2 separate regions of the Sus scrofa genome follow, and region 1 is linked to region 2. Evidence: chromatin contacts called from public HiChIP or PLAC-seq data. All regions are on one chromosome and are shown on one strand. The core of a region is the stretch at or near the end of the contact, and the rest is flanking DNA. Distances in the headings are between cores, read along the strand shown. Region 1 holds the start of MRPL51 (39S ribosomal protein L51, mitochondrial). Region 2 holds the start of IFFO1 (intermediate filament family orphan 1).

Evidence for each region. HiChIP or PLAC-seq counts read pairs in DNA pulled down with a chosen protein or histone mark.
Region 1: an H3K27ac HiChIP or PLAC-seq map of alveolar macrophages shows a contact between it and region 2. The contact joins the promoter of MRPL51 here to the promoter of IFFO1 in region 2. A contact is called at or near these places in 5 of 47 Hi-C or Micro-C datasets (blood, brain, liver and 1 more) and 2 of 2 datasets of contacts at active chromatin or transcription factors (alveolar macrophages and skeletal muscle).

The regions. Positions count from the first base shown.
Region 1 is chr5:64,165,640-64,170,613 of Sscrofa11.1, forward strand. It overlaps MRPL51 (39S ribosomal protein L51, mitochondrial), which reads left to right and starts at 1,779. Exons shown (of 3, transcript XM_021092433.1): 1 at 1,779-2,124; 2 at 2,209-2,319; 3 at 3,031-3,347. The coding sequence starts at 2,046. The coding sequence ends at 3,227. NCAPD2 (condensin complex subunit 1) reads right to left here and starts at 1,771. Exons shown (of 32, transcript XM_021092430.1): 1 at 988-1,771; 2 at 97-246. The coding sequence starts at 223.
Region 2 is chr5:64,112,255-64,117,017 of Sscrofa11.1, forward strand. It overlaps IFFO1 (intermediate filament family orphan 1), which reads left to right and starts at 3,441. Exons shown (of 10, transcript XM_021092432.1): 1 at 3,441-4,685. The coding sequence starts at 3,913. It overlaps NOP2 (NOP2 nucleolar protein), which reads left to right. Exons shown (of 16, transcript NM_001244246.1): 12 at 375-514; 13 at 663-752; 14 at 891-1,013; 15 at 1,124-1,352; 16 at 2,538-3,328. The coding sequence ends at 3,217.

The sequences.
Region 1 (4,974 bases), core at 529-3,028, 52 kb after region 2:
TGGAGCTTAGCGGTGTAGTGGAACAGACAGATGATATAACTACATGTGGGTGGCTGTTTTGAAGTGCTAGGCACAAGGGCAGCTGTGGCGTCTTACCTTTAAGGTGTGATGGAAGATGTCTGATGGACAGTACCTCCTGCACCACATACTGATTCACCCCTCCACTTTTCAACAACTCTTCTGGGGATAAGGGCAGATGGAACTCATACAGCTGGGGGGACATATTTCTCCCAATGGCTCACAGTGCTGGAAGCCAAACAGCAAATCAGTCTATATCTAAAGGTTGTCTTTTCATTCGGTTCTATTACTTCTCTCCTCAAACATATGCTTTTTAGTCTTACATCAAGCTAATAACATTATCTTAGGGAGTGTGAGATTAACCCGGACTAGAATGTAATTCTAGTTGTGACTCTGACACTTGGTCATGTCACTTAACCCTGGGCCTCATCTGTCAAACAGGATTACTAATCTATGATTACTTTATAAAGTTGCTCTGGGAATCAAATGGGTCAAGAAGTATGAAAGTATTTTAAAAACTGTAAAATGGCATATCAATGTTCTTTCTGTTTCTATGGGCAAAACTTAGGTATAGAGAGAATGCCTCATCAGAGGCTAGAACAGTGGCCCAGTAGGGCTTAATGTGTTTCCTGTTTGCAGAAAGAGAACATTTGCAGTATTTGTTTACTCTGTGCCAGGTTCTGTTAGGCTATTTGAACGTCATACCTTATCTAACCCTCCAAATGCCAACCTCATGGAGTGCATAATACTACTGTTCCACTTACAGATCAGGAAATTGAGGCTCTGAAAGATTAAGCAATTTGCTCAAATTCCACTGCGGATCTGTGAGACTGTGTTACCACGCCGTACCACAGGGACGCACCAATACACCTCCCAGCCTGATGCCGCATCATACCGCCCGGTTCCCGATTTTCCCGGCCTCTCCTTCCCCGCTCGCCCTGAACACCACACCTTTTAAGAGAACTTCACCTGCAGTTCCTCTGGGTCCGGTTGTGGGGCTGAAGTGAAGGAAAAACCATGAAGGGCACAACACGCACCAATCAGCTAGGCAGCACTCCCACGGGCAGAGAAACCGGCCAATACCTGCCAGGCGGAGGCAAAAACCCGCCTCGGAGCCGGGGACCGCGCCGGCAAAGCCGCGAACCTGGAATTCAAATCTCAACGGCCGGAAGTGGGCCAATCAGGACACTAGCTGTAGGGACCAACCAATCATAACGCAGGAGCCGCTGAAACGGAGGAGGGCGGGACCTAGATTCTGGCTCCCGCCCCCTCACCTCGCCGCCACCTCAGTCCCTACAAGGTCCTCCTTTTACTCCGTCGGTGGAGAGGAGGCCTTCGTGGTGCCTGCAGGAGATGCCGCGTTTCTAGCTGGGCGGTGGCCGTGCCCCTGGGACACTGACACACTCAGTCACCCCCCAGTACTGGAGGCAAGTTCAGGCCGGCAGTTAGAAGACCTAGGCTCTAGTCCGGGTTCCGCCATCTCCTCTGCCAGGTGACGTCAGCAGGTCGTTTCACTCCCTCAGCCTCGGATTTCCTCCCCTGTCGAATAAGGGGAATAAAAACAGCTACAGCGCAAAACTGCTGTGGGGCACAGAGAAAGGAAGCTCTGGGTTCCTCCCGGTTCTGGACCTTCATCTCCCTCAGTTGAGGGAAGCCCAAAGAAACAGGAAAGGGTGAATTTTCTTGAAATTCAGTTTTGGGGCGACCTAGACAACGACACGGGCCCCTCAGCTCTTCTGGCAATCCAGAACTTCCGGTGGGCAGACCGGAAACGCCTCTGCGGGGCAGGGCTACAAGGCCCCTCTGCCCCGGAACCTGGAGGGCGGGGCTCGCCGCTGGGGAAGGCGGGGCCAAGCGGGGCCCGGCAAGTCTGGCGCCCTGAGCTACCTGGGTAAAGCCCAAGATGGCTGCGTCCATGTAATACCAATGTGAACCCAGTGGGGACGGTTCTTATCTCCTCGAAGGCCACATCTGGCCCTCCCTCCTGTGCTCCTGCAGAGGGCTGTTGTAGCAGAGAGACGAGGGCAATGGCAGGGAGCCTTTCTTGGGTGACAGGCAGGGGCCTGTGGGGCCGGTTGCCCTTGACCTGTAGAAGCTTCTCTCTGGGTAAGTGCTTCATGCAGTAAGACGCCTCGAGAACTGTTTCTCAGTAAGCGGCTCAGATTCATTCCTTTTCTTCCCCTTCCTTAGGTATTCCTAGATTGTTCCATGTAAGGGTCACTCTCCCGCCTCGCAAAGTGGTTGATCGTTGGAACGAGAAGAGGGCCATGTTCGGGGTGTATGACAATATCGGGATCCTGGGTAAGACTTGACTCCTTGGTGCAGAATTCCAGAACAGAAGTTATGTCGTAACGACTATAATTTTTCACCTGTGTAGAAATGATACCATGTTCAATAGTAAGAACAAACATTTATGTGGCTATTTACGTTGTGTTGGGCACTGTTATGTGTGTCCTGCATGCATTAACACATTTAATCTTTATAATCTTTTCACTTTAAAGGTGAGGAAACTGAGGCACAGAGATAACCTAGTTTTCCCAAAGCTAGTCAATGGCAGTGCCAGAATTTGACCCCAAGCAGCGAGGCTACAGAGTCTGTGGTCTTGATCCTGTAGCATAATGTGTCTTTTTTTTTTTTTTCCCTGCGATTTTTTGGGCCGCTCCTGCGGCATATGGAGGTTCCCAGGCTAGGGGTCTAATCGGAGCTGTAGCCAGAGCTGTAGCCGCCGGCCTACGCCAGGGCTACAGCAACGCAGGATCCAAGCCGTGTCTGCAACCTACACCACAGCTCACAGCAACGCCGGATCCTTAACCCACTGAGCAAGGCCAGGGATCTAAGGCGCAACCTCTTGGTTCCTAGTCGGATTCGTTAACCACTGAGCCACAACGGGAACTCCTAATGTGTCTTGTCTATAGGTGCTGCTCAGGTAGATGCAACTCTGTTGAAGGCTTAGCTAGTGGAGACTAGGTTCTTTCTCCTCTTGGAACTAACATGTTATCTCACATTACATAGGAAACTTTGAAAAACACCCCAAAGAACTGATCAAGGGCCCCATATGGCTTCGAGGCTGGAAGGGGAATGAATTACAGCGTTGTATCCGAAAGAAGAGAATGGTTGGAAATCGGATGTTCATTGATGACCTGCACAATCTTAACAAACGCATCAGCTATCTCTACAAACACTTTAACCGACATGGAAAGTACCGGTAGAAGAGAAAGCTAGGAACTGTGGAGGAGGCATATCTACCACCCAGGAGAAGGAGGAAGTACTTTTCCTTATGAGGAAAGAGATTTGTATGCCCGCAGTAATAAAATGGGACTTCTTTGGAATGTGTTATCCATATGCGTTATTTTCCTTTAGATGCTGCTTTTACTCATTCAGGAGACTAGAAAGTGTGATTCATTCCTAAGTCTTGTCTTAGGTTTGGACTTTACCACTTGTCTTTTGTGGTCTAGCCATACCTATGGTGTTTAAAACGTAAAAAATGATGGAGTTCCCTAGGGGCCTAGTGGTTAAAAATTTAGTGTTGTCACCGCCATGTCTTGGGTCACTGCTGTGGCTTCGGTTCAATCCCTGGCCAGGGAACTTCCACATGCCTTGGAAGTGGTCTAAATAAACAAACAAATAAAACTAAATAAAGTAAAAAATTGTTGACCCCTTTTGACATTTGGCCTTTCAGAGTGTTAAAAGTTGTAATTTTAGGAGTTCCTGTCATGGCGCAGTGGAAATGAATTCGACCAGGAACTGTGAGGTTGCAGGTTTGACCCCTGGCCTTGCTCAGTGGATTAAGGATCCAGCGTTGCTGTGAGGTCGCAGACACGGCTTGGGTCTGGCGTTGCTGTAGCTCTAGTGTAGGCCAGCAGCTGTAGCTCCAATTAGACCCCTAGCCTGGGAACCTCCATATACCATGGGTGCGGCCCTAAAAAGACAAAAAAAAAAAAGTTTTCATTTTAAATGCCATAATGCCATCATGTTAAATATATTTTAAAAAACCTTTCCACACTGGAATGAAATGTGATAGAAAAATGGAATTATACTTCTATACTATTTCTGGTCAAAAAATATTAGTTGGATACCTTTTCCGAGGTGAGAACAAAGTGTAATATAGCCTCCCCCCGTGTTTTTCTAGTTATAGGTATAAAGTTATAACCTCATACTTCAATATGAGGCATTAAGGTTTGCATGAGTGGTTCCTTAGCCTGACTGAACATCAGAATCTCTGGGTAAACAGTTTAAAAAGTCTGATCCTTCTCCCCAAAGATTTGTGATCTGTAGGGCTGAGCTGAGTCTTGTACGTGTACCTGGGTGTTTTTAATATTAAAAAATGTATTCATCTATACAGGCAGATAGTGCAGAATTTCAAAATTGCAGAAGAGTAATCTGATGAAAAATTTTCTCGGAGTTCCCACTGTGGCTCAGTGGTTAACTACTCTGACTAGGAACCAAAAGTTTTCAGGTTTGATCCCTGGCCTCGCTCAGTGGGTTAAAAGGGTCCAGCATTGCGGTAAGCTGTGGTGTATGTCGCAGACTCAGCTTGGATCTGGTGTTGCTGTGGCTCTAGCATAGGCCGGCAGCTGTAGCTCTGATTAGACCCCTAGTCTAGAAACTTCCATATGCTGCTGGTGCAGCCCTAGAAAAAGACAAAAAAAAAAAAAAGACAAAATTTTCTCACAGCTTATTTTGTGTGCTCTTTCTGAGAATACCACTCTTAAGAGTTGTTTGTTTGTTTTTGTCTCTTTAGAGTCGCCTCCGAAGCATGTGGAGTTTCCCAGGCTAGGAGCAATCGGTGCTCTAGCTGCTGGCCTACGCCACAGCCGTAGCAACTTGAGATTCAAGCCAAATCTGCGACCTAAACCACAGCTCACAGCAATGCAGGCTCCTTAACCCACTGAGCAAGGCCCGGGATTGAACCTGTGTCCTCATGGATACTAGTCAGTCATTTCCACTGAGCCACGA
Region 2 (4,763 bases), core at 2,191-4,690:
ACGGTGCGGTGATTGTGCTTGAGTTGGCTGTTAAGTGTTACGCTTCAGTTGCAAGGGTTGAGATGTGCATGTAGAAGCCCTTGGCATGGGGACACTGTATACCACTAGTCGTAACCATTTGATTAAGCTGATGTTACTTAGAAGTAACTCAGTCCGTCAGATCGGAAGGGTGTTTGGTAACAATGGAAAAACCACCCTGGTAGCCTTGCTCATCCCAGGGGCCAGCACAGACCAGGTAGACCTACCACCTTACTGTGGACCTGGGGAATGCAGCTTATTGGGGAAGTGAATGAGCACGTTCCTGGGCTAGAGGGTGGCTGGCAGGTTTGGAAGCAGAGGAACTGCTGGTGAGGCCTGTGCCCTCTGCCCTTCAGCCCAGCTCATGAAGAACACGGGTGTGATTCTCGCCAACGATGCCAATGCTGAGCGGCTCAAGAGTGTCGTGGGCAACTTGCACCGGCTGGGAGTCACCAACACCATCATCAGCAACTACGATGGGCGCCAGTTCCCCAAGGTGGGCTCCCTTCTGCGTGTCTCTCCTGAGATTGTGTTCCAGCCCACCTGCCCTCTTCTGATCTCAGGATATTGAGACTTGCCTCTAGGAAATACAAGGTTTGGCTCAGGTTACCCAGAATGGCTGATTATCCTGCCCTTTTCCCCAGGTGGTGGGGGGCTTTGACCGAGTCCTGCTGGATGCTCCTTGCAGTGGCACTGGGATCATCTCCAAGGACCCAGCTGTGAAGACTAACAAGGTGCGGAGGCAGGGTTGGGCGACCAGTTGAAGTGGGGGTTGGGGCCTGGAGAGCCAGAGTGGGAGGTGGGGGACCCCCTGAGCAGCCAGCAGTGCCTTTTGAAATTCCAATGCTCTGGATCTCTCTGTCTGGGGACAGGATGAGAAGGACATTCTGCGCTGTGCTCACCTTCAGAAGGAGCTGCTCCTGAGTGCTATCGACTCTGTCAGTGCCACCTCCAAGACAGGAGGCTACCTTGTGTACTGCACCTGCTCCATCACGGTGAGGCCTGGCAGTGGAGCCCAGGGGGCCTGGGTTGGGGCTCCTCAGCCCATCCTTCATCTCCAGCTCTTTGCCTTTTCCTTCCGTCTCCATCTGCCCCCATATGTCAGGTGGAAGAGAATGAGTGGGTGGTAGACTACGCACTGAAGAAGAGGAATGTGCGGCTTGTGCCCACTGGCCTGGACTTCGGCCAGGAGGGCTTTACCCGCTTCCGGGAAAGGCGCTTCCACCCCACTCTGCGTTCTACCCGCCGCTTCTACCCTCACACCCACAACATGGATGGTTTCTTTATTGCCAAGTTCAAGAAGTTCTCCAATTCTATCCCCCAGTCCCAAACAGGTAAGCTCTCTGTAACATTCATTGCCACCTTTGCTTTCTCTGCCTCTCAGGAAGCTTTTTAGGGTGGCTGCAGGGAAGGGTCGGGTCTCTGCCTCCCTATCCCCGCTTTGCTTACTTGGGTGAGGGACCCCTTTCATCCCAGCGACATTTGTTCCCAAGCTTGGACCCCATTCGGGTATGTTAAAGGGTTCATGCAGGTGGGGCCTTTTCCTTGATTGTGCCAAGTGGCTGCAGTTGTTTGGCACTAAATGCATTCGCAGTGCGGGTGTGGTTTCTCTTCCTTCTTGGCGAGGCTGCCTTACTGGTAATAGACCTCTTCTGGTCCAGCCTTGTCGGCACTGGGTTGGCACACGACTCCTCCGAACTATCAGCGGTTCTCTGAGCCTATCATACTAATTGGAGATCTGTTTCCCAGCCATCTTGAGGAGTCTGGCCTCAAGGGGTGGGGTGGGGTTGCTGAAACAGGCCCGAGGGCTTTGCCTGCTGGGATGTCACCCTGGGTTTAGTTGGAAAAGAGAGAGGCAAGCCTGCCTTCTCTGGATACAAACTTCATGACTTACTGAGTTGATTTCTTTTAATAAACAGTGCCTCCTAACAGAAGTCACATCTGAACATTAACAGAACAAAAATCTCTTTGAGAAGTAGCAAAATTTCCTGTAATTTTTTTGCTCTATCTTTAAAAATCTGTATTTAAATACCTGTTTAATATATGTCAGTCTTCATTTATGAAGACTAGCTTGTTTCTAGTTGCTCTGTGTGCAGCTCATCAAAATCTGCATTTCCAAAAGATTTTTGCATTTCCATCAAAAATCTTTCCTGATTAAAAGAAAGGCCCACCCAATGCTTGAGGTTTATTCAGGATTCACCTCTCCTTAGAGTGTCTCGTTACCTGCTGGCCTCAAGGGGGTACAGCCTCCTCTAAAAACCTTTTGGACCAAGGATGGGTAGTGATCCCTTCTCTTTAATATCGGGTTCAAATTCGACTTGAGTATAGGTGAGGTTAAGTAATCTGAATCTTAAGTAATCTACTTTTAGATACCTCCCAATTGTGCGGAACACTTGGCCAAGAGATAGTACCCGGGCAGTTTCCTTATTGTACTTCCTCTGCTTATCTCCACCACTGATGATCAAGGCTCAGTGATGAGGCCTGTTTTCTGAAACCATTCTATTTAATTTTAACCCCAGGAAATTCTGCAACATCAACCCCTACAAACCCAGACTTGCCCAGCCCGAAAGGGGAGGTGACTCCCAAGCCTGAGCGCAGCAGCCAGCCTGCCAAGAAGGCCAGAGTGGCTGTGCAAGCAAAGCAGCGGCTGCAGAAACGGCAACTTCCCAAGAAGGCTTCTTTCCAAAAGCAGAATGGCGTCTCCAAAGGGACAGGCTCAGAATTGTCCACTGTGTCTTCTGTCACAAAGGTCCAACCTTCCTCCAAGCTCCAGGATAGCAAGCAGCCAGCTGAGAAAGCAGTAGTGGTCAGGGAACCAAAGGTGGCTGGGAGACTAAAACAGTCACCCAAACTGCAGTCCTCCAAGAAAGTTGCCTTCCCAAAGCAGTGTGTTCCTCCCAAGGGCATGGACCCAGAAATCCCTCCTGTGCCATCCCTCTCCAAGACCCAGGATGCTTTCAAGCCTGAGGACTGCAATCAGCCCCTTGGAAACACCACCACAGGGGCTGAGAAGGTAAAGCAGCAGTTACCAGAGCAATCTTTCAAGAAAACTGCCTTCCAGAAACAGAATGGCACCCCCAAGGGACCTAAGACTCCCACCATGTCCCCTCGCAGTTCTAGCAGGCCCCCACCAGCGAAGAGGAGAAAATCGCAGTCCAGAGGCAGCAGCCAACCACTGCCGTCTTCAGTGGATGGTTGAACTAGACTGGGGTGGTTCATTGCCATTGTTACTAGGTTGGAGCTCTTACCTCCGTGAGGATGGCTTTCCCACCGTGGATGTGAAATTTAATACACAATTTGCAATCTTGCCATTGTGGTTTTTTTGCTGGTTTTTTTTTTGTTTGTTTGTTTTTTGAGGGTACTGGATGTTGGCTTTGCTGCTTTAAGGGTAGGGGTGGGAGGGTGGGATAGGGATCCTCTAAAGAGGGGATCGTGTGGTATACTGAGAAATCAAGTCAATTCCAGGCACCTGGGATCCTTTGACTTCCCCAGGGACCCAGGAGAAGGCGAGGCAGAGCCCGGGTGTTCAGACTGGAGCGAGGAGGGCAATAGGGGTGTAGGGAAGATGGATTTCGCGCTACTACAACCATGGAGTAGTGGAGGATCTGGGTTTGATGACACTCTGCCATCCTGGCTGGATTCCGGGCACAAGCAAGCGGTCCGCTCAGACCAGGGCTCAGCCTCAGACCCGGAAAGGTCGGTCCAGGTGCCAGCTTCTCAGCGAGCCTTTCATTGGCTTTCTTCCTGCCCTCCTCCTCTCCGCTGACCTCTGCCCCCTCGGTCGAGCTGTCTGATTGGCTGCCACACGTCCCCCTGGCGCCTCATTGGCTCTTCTCCCTCACCCTCCATCCCTGTTCCTGCACTAGTCTCCATCTCCCAGCAGAAGGCGCAGCCATGAATCCGTTATTCGGCCCCAATCTCTTCCTCCTCCAGCAGGAGCAGCAGGGCCTGGCCGGGCCGCTGGGGGACCCCCTGGGAGGTGACCACTTGGCCGGAGGCGGGGACTTGCCTCCGGCGCCGCTAGCCCCGGCCGGCCCGGCTCCCTATTCGCCCCCCGGGCCGGGCCCGGCGCCCCCCGCCGCCATGGCGCTCCGCAACGACTTGGGCTCCAACATCAACGTGCTCAAGACCCTGAACCTCCGCTTCCGCTGCTTCCTGGCCAAGGTGCACGAGTTGGAGCGCCGCAACCGGCTGCTGGAGAAGCAGCTGCAGCAGGCGCTGGAGGAGGGTAAGCAGGGCCGGCGGGGCCTGGCTCGCCGCGACCAGGCCGTGCAGACCGGTTTCATCAGCCCCGTCCGGCCCCTGGGGCTGCCCCTGGGCTCCCGGCCGGCCGCAGTCTGCACCCCGTCGGCGCGGGTGCTGGGGTCGCCCGCGCGCTCTCCGGCCGGCCCCCTCGCGCCCTCCGCGGCCTGCCACCCAGCGCCCTCCACCTCCGCCTCCACCGCCTACTCCTCGTCGGCCCGCTTCATGCCCGGCACCATCTGGTCCTTCTCTCACGCCCGCCGGCTCGGGCCGGGACTGGAGCCCACGCTGGTGCAAGGGCCTGGCCTGTCGTGGGTGCACCCCGACGGGGTGGGCGTCCAGATCGACACCATCACCCCCGAGATCCGCGCGCTCTACAACGTGCTGGCCAAAGTGAAGCGGGAGCGGGACGAGTACAAGCGGAGGTAGGGACCGGGAAGGTGGGGACGGCGCACACCGTCAGGCCACACTCGGGCCGGCCGGGGCTAGCTGTGCCTCCGGGA